2 separate regions of the Sus scrofa genome follow, and region 2 is linked to region 1. Evidence: chromatin contacts called from public HiChIP or PLAC-seq data. All regions are on one chromosome and are shown on one strand. Each heading gives the region's core, a stretch centred on a gene start, on an enhancer-like site or on the middle of the called end of the contact. The rest is flanking DNA. Distances are from core to core; before and after follow the strand shown. Region 1 overlaps SDCCAG8 (serologically defined colon cancer antigen 8). Region 2 has its middle 43 kb from the start of C10H1orf100.

What was found. HiChIP or PLAC-seq counts read pairs in DNA pulled down with a chosen protein or histone mark.
Region 2: an H3K27ac HiChIP or PLAC-seq map of alveolar macrophages shows a contact between it and region 1. The contact joins two enhancer-like sites. A contact is called at or near these places in 3 of 5 promoter capture datasets (fetal liver, fetal skeletal muscle and liver), 24 of 47 Hi-C or Micro-C datasets (adipose tissue, alveolar macrophages, brain and 15 more) and 2 of 2 datasets of contacts at active chromatin or transcription factors (alveolar macrophages and skeletal muscle).

The regions. Positions count from the first base shown.
Region 1 is chr10:16,262,788-16,269,507 of Sscrofa11.1, reverse strand. SDCCAG8 (serologically defined colon cancer antigen 8) reads right to left here. Exons shown (of 16, transcript XM_021064181.1): 10 at 5,930-6,082. Among named protein-coding and RNA genes, the nearest start is that of CEP170, 75 kb to the right of the region's middle. Within about 2 kb of position 3,022, at least 3 of the 83 cell types and tissues checked have an H3K27ac peak or open chromatin away from gene starts, as enhancers often do. A contact at or near this core is called in alveolar macrophages, where this site is marked.
Region 2 is chr10:17,152,460-17,159,179 of Sscrofa11.1, reverse strand. No RefSeq gene overlaps it. Among named protein-coding and RNA genes, the nearest start is that of C10H1orf100, 43 kb to the left of the region's middle. Within about 2 kb of position 2,524, at least 33 of the 83 cell types and tissues checked have an H3K27ac peak or open chromatin away from gene starts, as enhancers often do. A contact at or near this core is called in alveolar macrophages, where this site is marked.

The DNA.
Region 1 (6,720 bases), core at 1,773-4,272:
TCAAATTGTGCGCATTTTTGAAGTAAATGTGCAGACATTTACTTTGCTAATGGTACTTTCAGAGTTGGTTTCTTAGCATGTAACAAATTGTACGCCTTCCATATGACTCCCTCCCTCTGCCACCCATCACTCCTTTCCTCGGCCCACTACCTGTCTGCTCCCTTCTGTCACCCACTTCTCGAGGCCTCCCCTCCTGTTGTCACACCTTCTTTTTCCCCACGCCCACCATCTGGAAGTCAACGTTACACGGCAGGAGTTTCTCCACCCACATCTGTTGCAGAGACAGAAGGAACACAGACAGCTGCAACACTGCTGGATGTCTGGGGTGTTGACATCAGGTAAGTCCTTTAAACTTTGACAGGGGCAAGCAAGAGACAAGGACACCCAGGATGGGAGGGCTTGACGGAAAGCTCTACCTTACAGCAGTCCCTGGTATACTGAATGTGGTATAAAGTGGTACCTCACATACAAGAGGTACCAGAATTAAGGATTCGAGCAATGGGTTATTATTGAGGGAACCCGACTGAGGAAAACTCACAAATCGCAGGGGGTATTCAATAAATAGATGATTGAAGAACTGATTGAACTAACAAACTTAGTGGCTGAGTGCAACCAAGGACCATTACTGATGCCAACAGACAAACTCACAGCGAGTACTGTTCATAAGGAAATGATTCGAAATCTGTCTAGGTAGAAGGCATCTGCTCTCCTAGAGCTTCCCACATACATGATATTTTTAAAAGAGTAAGAAGCAAGGAAAAAAGAAAAATAATAAAAAGATGGAAAGAAAATCCACCAGTCTCACGAGCATTCCCACCACGAGCACAGCAGGGATGCTTGCTCCAGCCCTAACTATGAGAACCATGTTGTTACGATTAATTGTTCAGACTCCCTGTTAGGTTAACTTCCCGTGCTAGCAAGTTTTAATCCCCATGGAGAAGGAATATATTGGATTAATTTTCAGTTGGAAAAAAAAATGAGATTCAGAAAATTAATTTGCCCGAATTCATTTCAGATAATAAATAAAAAATAAAGGTGGGCTTTATATTAAATTCTGTCTGCTTGTAACCAAGACATAGGTCCAAGAAATCTATCCAGTAAGGCTATTTCTTTCTCTCTTGCTAGAGTGAGAATAACAGTCACAAGGTAAAATTTGTTAATTTGTCTACTCTAAGCCAGGTAGTATATTAAGTAGTTTCAAAATATTTACTTATTTCATCCTATCAACTGATCAATAGATCAACTCCATTATTTATGCCTTTGAAATGGGGAGAGGTTAACTGCATTTTTCAAGGTCATAGAAACGTCAAAGTGGACTCAACACTAAATTCTTTTACTCCAAAGCCTCCTTCTACCATTTCCTGTGAGAGTACTGGCTTCAGTGCTAGGATCACTTTCAGCTCATTATTCATACATCTTTATTTAGGGTATGACCTTGAGAAGAAATGTCAACTAAGGCTTACTGGGGGTAAAAGGAAAAAAAAAAAAAAAAAAAGACTCAAGCTCACAAATGCATTGTATTCCAGTTGCCACTTTCACTCATAAAATAATTAGCAGTTTAAGAAAATTACACATGAAAGCACCTGGAATACTGCCTGGCCGGATTTCAGCTATCTTTTGCCTCTTCTTATCAGGAATTCTCATCAACATATCTTTACATAGTAGAACTGCTCAGCAAGAACTCCTCCCTAAACAACACAGAAAAAAGTCTCCCAGGTGGGAAGGGTAGCTGATCTTTGCTCTTGATGCTACCCTCTCGGTCTGGCAAAAGCAAGGCTCAGCTCACAACTTCATCTACCTCCTCATGCGTCCTTCCTCGTGTTGGTTATAGCCAGCATTCTCTCCTGCACATTCTGCATTCCTAAATCTTGCCTATTTGTTGGAAGCTCAGTGAAAATGCTGCCTTCTCCGCAAAGTTTTCCATGATCTCTTGCAGAGAGGAATCTGGTCTGAGCCTCTGAACTCCTGGTATTTTAGTCAGGCCTTTCCAATGGCACAGGGCCTTTTTTCTTCCCTTTGTGTTCATTCAACAAATATCTATTGAGGGTATTTTATGTGGGAGGGATGTGCCAAGCAATAGGGTGTTAACAAACCATATATTCCAGGGACTCACAGTAAATTAGGGAAGACACTTCAACAAGAATTTGCAGTAAATTGAGTTATAGAAGCCCATCAGAGGGGCTCCCCAAAACTCCTCATTGGAAGACTGTGAGGAGAGGTGGCATCAAGAAAAACCATGAAGTGGCTGCCTGACGGGAGGGGGAGGGAGTGGGAGGGATCGGGAGCTTGGGCTTATCAGACACAACTTAGAATAGATTTACAAGGAGATCCTGCTGAATAGCATTGAGAACTTTGTCTAGATACTCATGTTGCAACAGAAGAAAGGGTGGGGGAAAAATGTAATTGTAATATATACATGTAAGGATAACCTGACCCCCTTGCTGTACAGTGGGAAAATAAAAAAAATTATTAAAAAAAAAAAAAAAAAAAGAAAAACCATGAAGGATGAGTCAGAGGCCAGAGGAAGATTCCTCTAGGCAGTGGGGGGTAGCAAGGAGGGAAACAGGAGGGAAACAGGAGGGAAAAGGCACAGGCAAAAGCTGGAAATGAAAAATAGCATGGCAGACTGGCAGGTCTCCACACTTGAGGAGGTGCAAGCGGGTCAGGATGGTGGTGATATAGGAAGAAAGGAGATGACACTGCACAGCCAAAGAGAGAAAGAAAAATGTAAAAGATCCTACATTTTATCCAAGGGGTTAGACAGGGACATGAAAGGACTGTAAAACAAGAGACTGACCTATTGACGTATTCATTTTAGAAAGATCATCTCTGACTCTTCGGAGCAGACAACAGATGAGAAGGAGGTGAGACTGGAAGCAAGGAGACCATCTGGGGCTGGCGGAATCATCCAAGGGTGATGTATGAAAGCACTGGGATGGAGAGACAGGGCAACGTAAAGTTGCCCGGAGCCGGAATCCCTAGAACTTGATGACTCAATAATGTCCGGGGTGAGGGAGGAGGAAGAGACAGGGATGACAGCAAGATTTCTGAGTTGGGCAACCGGCTGAATGAATAAATAGTGTTTCTACCATGAGAGGGAAGATGGGGAGTGAAGCTGTTCAGGAGCTCACTAAAGAGATAAAGATTTAGGAATCAATACCATATATATACTTGAAATCAAAGCCTCAAATGTTTTAGCCATTTTTAACACCTAAATCTAAAGCTCTCTGCTAAATTTTAAAACCTCCTGTCAAGTTGCTTTCTGGACATGTCGCCTTCATTATCTCAAAGGCACTTTACCACAGTAACCTAAAAGGCACACGTCATCATGCTCCCAAATCAAGAGCATCGATTCAGAGACATGAAAGAGAATCTTTTAAGGAGAGTAAGAACTGAAAAATATTCACTAAAAATAGCACAAGAAGGTCTCCAGTGAATACAGCAACAGTAATTTCATTGGCTAGGGGCACAAAAGCTGAAATGCAGTGGGCTCAACAGTGAGTGAGTGGGGAGAAAATAAAAACAACACACATGGACAAATCTTTCAAGAAACTTGACTATTGAGGGAAAGAGTAAGGAGGGAAATGGATTAGTAAAGTGGCTTCCAGTCTTGGCTGCACATTGAAATCACCTGGACAATTTTTTAAATGACAGATACCTCTATCCTACCCTCAGATATTCTCCCATGAGTCATTTTGGATACAGATTGAGCTATGAGTTTTTGGAACTTTTGGGTAGCCAAGATGGAGAAAGACTAGAATGGTTGTTTCTTTCAACAGATGAGAGAAAAATATTTGAGTATTTTCTTGATGATAAGGAAGAGGCTGCAGTGAGGACAGGCTGAAGATTCGGAAGTGGAAGCGAGCGGGGAACTAATAGAAACAGGTCCCCGAAGTGGTGGCAGAGGTTGGGATCCACAACAAGGAGAAAGGATTAGCATTAAGCCCCTCTCCCTCTGACCAGAGTGCAACACAGGTGCAACTGTGCTTCAGGCAGAGGTGGGGGGAAATAAATAAGTTGAAGTGATTACACCTAATCACTTCAACTTCCTTTGTTAGGAGAGTAAGGCTCTCTGCTGAGGATGAGAGGAAAGGAGCTGTGGTAGAGAATTTGAGGAGAATAAAAGCGATTTGAAATAGTCCTTGCAAGATACCATCACCTCCTACCTGGACTACTCCAATTACCTCCACCTGATCTCCAGGCAGTCACTGGTTCTCCTTCAAATCTCCTGACAGATGATTTTTTCCCAAATGTAAATGACACTATGACATGGCCCAATTTAAAGCCATTCAATGGCTTTCCATCACTGCTTGCATAAAATTAAAAATCCTTCACATGAATTTTAAAGCCATTTACGATATGGTCCCTGCGTTCTTCTCCCAACTCATCTTCCACTGCTCTGAACCTAACTTCAATGCTCCAGTCATCTGAGCCTTCTCTAGATTCCTAGAAAGTATGATGCTTTCTGGCTTCAGAGCCTTGGGAATGTTGTCTTCCTGGGTCTGAGACTCTTCACCGGACCACCCCTTCTGAGTCTCGTTTGCAAAGTCTCTTTCTTGGGAAAGTCTTTCCTGACCTCCGAGACTAAGTCATATTTGCCTGTTATCCATTCTCATGGTACTCTACACTGTACCTTCATCGGTAAAAAAAAAAAAAAAAAAAATCACTTTATCACGGGTAAAAATCAGTAGTAGGTGTTTAACGCCTACCTCTCCCTCTAGTCTATAAGCTTCATGAGGGAACCGCATTAGTCCTGTGACTACCACATTCCTGGGACCTCCAAATAGTATCTGTTGCATCCTGAATGAATGGGAGAGAAAAGAATGCATAGGAACACTGCTAAAAAGCACCGAAGGAGCCATGGACACTAAAGACCATTGGTGGTGTCACCTGCAAGACTGTGGGATTTTCTTCAGCAACTGAGATCACCAATCCAGGTCAGAGAAGGTAGGCAGTTAGTCTGAAGTACAGTTAGGTTTTGACAGGCTTCTTTGTTTTTTGATTTTTTTTTAGGATAAGAAAACAAGGGAATTTATCTTGCTTCGGGTATCTGTGAGACTTAAAACTCACTGGGCAGAATTTGTGATTTTTCTCTTTACATGGCCTCGGCTTGCACATCGCCTTGCACACCACAGACTCAGTAGGTGTTTGAATGCGTCAATGATCACATGTTGGTATATTGTAAGACAATGTGTAGGTCCAAGCTGTGAGCCTGCTTTGACAAAACAAAGCAACTAACTGTGGTTTGGGTTACTTCACGAACCACATCTCACTTAATTTCACTTTCCTGCAGCATCTTTAAAGACAGTTCCACTAAACTCTGCATTCTAGTCTGCTACCGCTTTTCAAATACTGCCCATTTCATGTTGTCTCTTCCTTTTGCCTCTAATTTCTCCCTTCCATTTATTCATCTGGTGATGGTGATCATTCATCATGCAATTTGTTAGAACCTATTTTGTACAGAGTATAGAATCACTTTTTTTTGGGGGGGGGTCAGTTGGTTTCTTACAAATGAAAGGGTTTTTTTTTCTCTTCTGAAAGTCTAATTTAGAAGTGGGGATGAAACAGGAGAGTCATCTCTCCTTGATTTAACCAAGGTTGAAATGAAATCTGGGTACCTGAAGAGCTCCTGCTCTCCTCTGACAGAGGAGGAATCAAACAGAATGGCAAGATTAGAGTAAATTTCACAATTTCACATCATGAAATCTAATTAATTATTTTCTTTGGAAAGATCAGAGAATATAACTTTTATAGAGAAATACATTGAAGAACAGAAAATTTTATGAACTCTCAGTTTTAAGCAAACTAGACTACGTAAAAGGTTTAAAGTTTTAAAGATCATTCAAAAATTAGAGCCTACAGAATTAGCAATTACATCCCCATAAACATTTCTCCTGCAATGTGGATAACAAATTGAACCCTTAAGTACCTTTGATCTCATGTCCTCTCTTTCTTTTGTCATTTCTTTTTTCATCATCTCTTTCTCAAAGGTCCTTTTTTCTTGCTGAGATGCAAGTTCTTTCTCAAGTCGTTCTGTCTGCCTCTCTAGTTCATTCTTCAACTGTTCGCACTGGATTAAAGCCTGCCAGAATAAGCAAGACAGAGTGAAATGGGACCTTAGAATTTAGAAGAAAAAAGGGGATATGAGACAATTAAGCTTTAATTGTATTTAAGATAGTTAAAAGTCACTCTAAAATCAACATAAAGACTCTTTTCATATTTGTCAACACTGATCTAAAATAGTGTTTGAATATTACATTTATTCACATATTTCAATGTTCACAATTAAGGCTATATTAACTAATTGACTAAGAAAATCCAGGTAACAAACCTTGATAAGGGCCACAGAGGAGTTAGAATTTTGGAAAAAAAAACTAGAAAAAAACAAGTGTTCTAGTATTTCAATTATATGTTTATACTAATATGAAATATATAAGTATCTAACTTAACTGATTTTCCATTTGGTCATGGTTAAAAATAATCTGTACTTTACATGATAAACAAGGTATATGGAATGACTGGCCAGTAGGGACCTGCGTAGAGTACAAAGAACTCTACCCAATATTCTGTCATAATCCATGTGAGAAAAGAATCTGAAAGAGAACCGATGTGTGTACAGGTATAACTGAATCACTTTGTTTTTTAGCAGAATATGGTAAATCAACTATACTTCAATAAAACTTTAAAAATTGAAAAAATGATAAACAGAATTTCAAGATG
Region 2 (6,720 bases), core at 1,275-3,774, 890 kb before region 1:
ACCTGCGTCCTCATGGATACTAGTCAGGTTCATTACCACTGAGCCACAAGGGGAACTCCCCACTAGGTTCTTCTATGGGCCTATACTGTGGGTGAAAATAAGCTAATGAGAGTTCATGTAGGAGGGATTTGAGTATAAGGGTGAAGAGAGACAGACAGAGGGACAGGATCGATCCTCCCAGGTGCTCCTAAGCTCAGGACGCAAATGACACTTAGTGGAGGACAGGTGGGAATGGGGCTGACTTGGGGGGGATCAGGTGAGGCATGATTCGACCCACTCCCCATGCTGGGCCGCGGTCAGGGGCCCTTCTGTTGCGTGATTAACTCACGTATTCACCCCTAGGCGGTACTGGACACCGCCTGCATAGCGCGGGAGGCGAATGCGAGTAAACACGGTACCAGTGCCCCTTGTACCTCCCCCGGGGTTCTCCACAGTTCCCTCCGCAGCGGGAGGGTTCCCAGGCCTGTACTTGGGACCAGCCGGCTACAAACTGGGGGGGTTCCTACCAGAACTTCAACTTCCACAATTTGCTAGCGGGACGCACAGCCTTCAGGGAAGTGCCATCTGCACGATGCAGTTTATGGTAGAGGAATCGCAGCAGGACCAGCCAGGGCGAAGCGGGGAGGGGCCTGCTGCGCACTTCCGGTGTCCTTAGGACGGATATGCCACGTGTCGGCGCGAATGACGGCCACCGCGGGAGTTTGCCCAGGCTGGGGGCGGAGCGGTGGGGGCGGGCAGAGCGATGATCCCTGAATCATTGGCCTTGGCGACGGCATCGCATCCCGCCTGCACCGAGGCTGCACTTGACATCACGTGGCCCAAGGGGCCCACTCTCTAATCCTAAGACTGCACTGGTCTTTCCGGCTCCATCAGCCCCCCCATCCTGAAGCTACCTAGGAGCCCCCCAGGAGTCACCTCCTTAGCGTGAACTCAGGGGTGTTCTGAGGGGCCCACGGGGCATAATGAGGTTCCTTTGACTCCAGAAATTCCAAGGGTTTAGAGGCTTCCTACCAGCAAGCAGGGAGAAGACGAGTCGAAATCTTTATCATGTAACAAGCCCACACTCCCCCTACTTCTTCTCCTGAAACTTGTGTGAGATCTGACATAATGGACAGATATTTTAACTACAGGGTTATAGTAATAAGTGTATCCTGAATTCATCTAAAAGAAAGCCGAAAAATGAGTGGACTTACCCACGTACATGCAGTATTGGTTCATGTTAAAATCGGTTCGTGGTTAAAGCTGGCGATGCCCTGGTTTCTGCTGTGGGCGATCTCGCTTGAACACGTGGGGCTGAGAGCACCCGGTCCTGCAGCCCACTCTGACCCCCTCACCCCGACCTTCTGCAGCCTCTTGCACATGGCTGGTGCTCAAAGCCACACTCGTGCATCTCCAAGGTCCACCTCACACAAAACCAACAATTTTGTCAGCAGCCTCATAGTCACTTGGCTTCATCGGTTCATATGAACCTCGGCTTAGAAAGTTTGCCCCTGAACCTTGGATTCCAACGTGCCATTGGCTGGAGTGAGTCATTTAGAAGGTATGAAAAAGCTCTTCTTCCTCCGAGGGAAGAAGACCCTGATGGCTCCCTGTCTCCCAGTGGCAGCAGGGGGAGAACCACCTATTTTCAGAAGTGGCCCGAGGGAGTTCCCGTTGTGGCTCAGTGCATTAAGAATCCAACTAGTGGGGGAGGTCCCGTCGTGGCTCAGTGGTTAACGAATCCGACTAGGAACCATGAGGTTGCAGGTTCCATCCCTGACCTTGCTCAGTGGGTTAAGGATCCGGCGTTGCCATGAGCTGTGGTGTAGGTCGCAGACATGGCTCGAATCCCAAGTTGCTGTGGCTGTGGTGTAGGCCAGCGGCTACAGCTCCAATTGGACCCCTAGCCTGGGAACCTCCATGCCACAGGAGTGGCCCTAGAAAAGGAAAAAAAAAAAAAAAAAATCCAACTAGTATCCATGAGGATGCGGGTTCGATCCCTGGCCTTGCTCAGTGGGTTAAGGATCCGGCGTGGCCGTGAGCTGTGGTGTAGCTTGGATCCTGAATTGCTGTGGCGGTGGTGCAGGCTGGCAGCTGCAGCTCCACTTCGACCCCTAGCCTGGGAACTTCCATATGCTGTAGGTGTGACCATAAAAAAAAAAAAAAAAAGCAAAAAACCAAAAAAGCTGTAGGTTACATCCACAAGGAGGTCACTGTAGAGCTTCTGGGCAGCCCAGTAAGAGCTGGGTGGGGGGAATGAGAGGGCGCCTTGACCGTGGCGTGCCGGCCGTCACCGTTCGGCCTTGGGAAGGAGGCTCTCATTCTGCAGGGTAGAGGCTTGACCTTTTCCTTCCGCCCCCACCCCCGGGCCACCACAGCACCCCCCGAAGACACGGCCTGCCTCCTTCCTCTGTCACCTGCTGACACACAGGTTGGCTGGTGACATTCAGAGAGTCAAAGATGGCTTCCTGAGGACAGACCTAGATGAACAAAACCTGGAAACAGGTGGAAGCGGAGCCCAGCCTGGGGGCTGGGGGGAGGGGGTAAGGAGGGGGGCAGATGGCCTGGAAATCTGAGTCATAGCTCCTCACCACTCCCCCGAGGATTTGATGTCCCTTTGGCCAGCAGGCCATTTTCTCTCTGCAAAACTATTGATCCTGCTGCCAAATGTCCCCTAAGCCTGCCTCCCGCATCAGTGGGGCGGGAGTGATAAACTGTAACCAGAGAACACAGAAGCGCTGGCCTGTGGATGGCCTTGGACGTTTTTATCAGTAGACCCGGTGCTGGCTGGGCCGCCGACCAGGCAGGACTGACACTGAGCATGAGGAGGGGACTGCAGCGTTTGGGTTTGCTCACCAAGTCCAGAGCAAGGCACCAGAAATTCTTGGCTTCCTCCAAACAGCTGCACAGAAGCCTCGGCCGCCAAACCCATCTTGAGTTTGATGAGTCATCTGACGTCAGCCCTGAGCCCACAGCGTCTGGCTCCGGGCTCTTTCTGGAAGATGAGGAAGCGCCCGCCCTAAGGGCCTCTGGGCGATTCCAGGTAAGCAGAGTTTAACTTCCACTGGCTCATCTAGGTTCCTGCTTCCTCATTATTATCCTTTCGCTGGTCCTCTGAAGAAAGGCCAAAGAAACTGGTTTCCCTTAAATCTGGAAAGTGAAAGCTAAGGAACCAGACAGCCTTGTGCCTTTAGGAAAGTATAGGATGGGGGATCCTTCTCCCGTCTCATTCTAAGGCTCAGGCTTTATGCTATAGGAGGGTCAGAAAGTGAAACCGGCTTTGAGTCTTGGAAAAAGTTTTACCAGGTTATGAGAGAATCCACTTCTTTAGAGATCTTTAATATATCTTTAAAATTTTAAATATTTATTTGCAATAAATAAATATTACTATTTATGTACATAAATATATCTTAATATATTTAGAGATATTTAACATATTTATATCATGGGGATGTTCCCGGACCAGGGATCGAACCTGCACCACAGCAGTGACCTGAGCCACGGCAGTGACAACACCCGCTCATCCTGATCCTGCTGAGCCATAGGAGAGCTCCACAAGTCACTTCTCACGTGCAGCCTCATTTAAGCTTCACAAAACTCTAAGCATCAAACATTTATTATGCCCTTCATTTTACAGGTGAGGAAACAGGTTCAGAAAATGAAACGATTTGCTCGTGTGCTGCCACGCATGGCTGATTGGCACGGAGATACGGAACTGCATTCTGACTCCAAATCCAATCTCTGTTTTCCACGAACAATCCAGTCTATCTTCTCGGGATGTTTTAAATGAAAGCCTGTCTAAATATTTTGAAGATTCCTTCACACGACCTGGGTTTTATGAGGCCTGAAATGGATTTTATCTAAACTTGCACTTCCCGAAGATGGCCACGAGATGGCAGGGTAACCCCGACGATGGGGGGACTGGCGCCCTTCCCTGCACCAGTAGAGGGCATTAGTTCCCCGTTTGAAAAAAGTGAGAAATGCAAAAAGAAAAACAAAACAATAAAACTTCAGGGGCTACCCTGATGGCATGGGATGATGGGAGGCTTGTTTTTATTTCGTCCTTTTTCTTTTTTAAGTTAGGCAGTGAGAGTTCAAACAAACACGTCTCCGTGTTCACTGCCGTGTTTGCTTTTGGAGGCATGAGGTCAGGGCTTGGGCCAGCCGCCTGGTCTGCATTATTCATCTGTCCAGCTCCAGCCCTGGAACAAATGTGAAGAAATGAAGTAGCCTCAATGGAGGGGAAACAGTGTTGTTATTGTTGCTGGTGACAGTTCTATTTGCCAACAAACAGAATAACATACTTTGGAACCCGGAATGGGCTTGTCAGAGGCAACTTTTGTTCCATGTTTGGGCTGGGACGCTTCCAGATAGAAATCAGCCTGGCATTTGAACTTCAGGAGGCAGGGGCAGAGCTGTGGCACAGCAGCCACTGACCTGAAAGGCCGGGCCATCAGCTGCAGTTTTCATCTGGGTGTTTGACTGCCATCCACGTGTCTCCGCGCTGCCAACTGGGTTCACTGCACTGCGGGGGCCGGGGGCAGCATGCGGTCCAGGACGAGGGACTCTCCACCAAGCAGATAAACAGACTGTTCTGAGCTTTTGGAAGGTGTCCTCACTTTGGGGCTTTGGGAGGGGGAAAGTGGTCCTGATTCTACAGGATTTATTTGCTGTCAAGTCCCAATTATCCTAACGCTGTTGGCAGCATCCTTCAGATCCTTCTGCTACATGGTCTAGTTCCTCCAGGGAGAAAGCCATCCTTGAGGTGTCTGCTGGTGCTAGGATGGGGTAGGCGAACTCGGGCTGATACTGGTCTAGACGGCATAATTCTGAGGGCCAATCTGCATGTCCCTGCTCCTGCCACATAATTCAAGGTCAAGGGCCTGTCCACAGTGGTCCAGGACCCGCCTCTCTCTCCATAGATGCACTGGACTTAGACTAACTGGTTATCTATTTGCAAAGAGGTGAGCGCCAATTGCCGCCAGGGTGAACGTCATTGAGACCGGGTGGAACTGGAACCACCGCGGGCACGTCAACTCAATGCTTTCCCCAAGGCCACGGCGTCACAAGGTCAAGTCTCACTTTATGGGAAGCTTTGATGCTGGAAAGGCATCGTTGAGATGACAAGGTCCCAAACGTCCAGGTCTGTGACGATGAGTGCGCCCCCGCCCTGCTCGTGCCCCCCAGCCCCACCTCGGCACCCCCCCACCCCCGCACCCCGGCAGTAATTCGAAGACAGTTGATGAACAGATGAGCCCCCGTTATTCCCTTACTTTACAGGAGGAGCAGCGATTGCTCTAGTCACGCTCTTAATTGGTGGCCAGCCAGGGACTGGAACACAGCTATGCCACTAACTCTCAGGTTAGCGCTGCTTCCTCTGCTCCATCATTTAGTGTTTTGTTTGTTTTTTTTCATTGGATTGAAGGCTAGTTGATTTACGGTGCTGCATTGATTTCTGCTGTACAGCAAAGTGACCCAGTTGTCCATATCCATCCATCCCTTCTCTCTCAGATTCTTTTCCCACAGAGATCATCACAGAATCCTGGGTAGAGTTCTCTGTGCTAAGCGGCAGGTCCTTGCCTCTTCTCCATCCAGCTTCTCCGCATCTTAAAACCTCCTGAGTTCTTTTATTTATTGATTGATTCTTTTGTCTTTTCTGGGGCTACACCTGTGGCATATGGAGGTTCCCAGGCTAGGGGTCCATTCAGAGCTGTAGCCGCCAGCCTATACCACAGCCACAGCCATGCCGGATCTTTAACCCACTGAGCGAGGCCAGGGATCGAACCTGCAACCTCAAGGTTCCTAGTCGGATTTGCTAACCACTGAGCCATGATGGGAACTCCCCCTTCAGTTCTTTTAAATCCTTATTTTAATCCATGACTTGCTTCAGGGCTACAGGGTAACAAGCCAGATGCAACCGGAAGCCTCCAACCTTCAGATTCACCTGAGACTCAATTCCAATTGCTGAAACCTCAACTGAGTCCACTGCTAAGAAGTTTAATTTCTAGTATTCAGCCTCAGATTTATGAATAACTGTGATGGGAGCATAGAAGGGACTCAGAGCAGAGGCTGACAAATATTTTTTTTTCTGTAAACATTTTAGGCTTTCTGGGCTGTCCTCTCGCTGTCACAATGACTCAGTTTTGCAGGGCTGGCCTGAAAGCAGCCATAGAGAATTCGTAGATGACTGAGCAATGCCATATAATTTTGCTTACGAACGTGGGGTTAAGTTTTGGGGCGCATTTGGCTCTGGGGCCAGTTTTTGGACCTTCTGGAAGAGAAGGCTTGGTCTTTGACTTACTCTTCTGCAGCACATTCTAGATCAAAGCAAAAGTTGCTTTTTTGTTGCTTTGTTTTGTTTGTTTGTTTGTTTGCTTTTTAGGGCCGCACCCGCAGCATATGGGAGTTCCCAGGCTAGGGGTCCAGTTGGAGCTGTAGCCGCCAGCCTATACCCCAGCCACAGCCACGCCAGATCCGAGCGATGTCTGTGACCTATACCACAGCTCACAGCAACGCTGGATCCTTAACCCACTGAGCGAGGCCAGGGATGGAACCTGTGTCCTCATGGATACCACGTGGATTCGTTTCTGCTGTGCCACAGCGGGAACTCCCCAAAGCGAAGGGATTTAATTCACCGTTGCAGAGCATACCGACGTTCAGTTGTCTCCACTCGCTTCAATACATTGAATTAATTTTTTCCATCAGAGACTTGATAGTCCTAATAAGGCAATTTATTTGTGT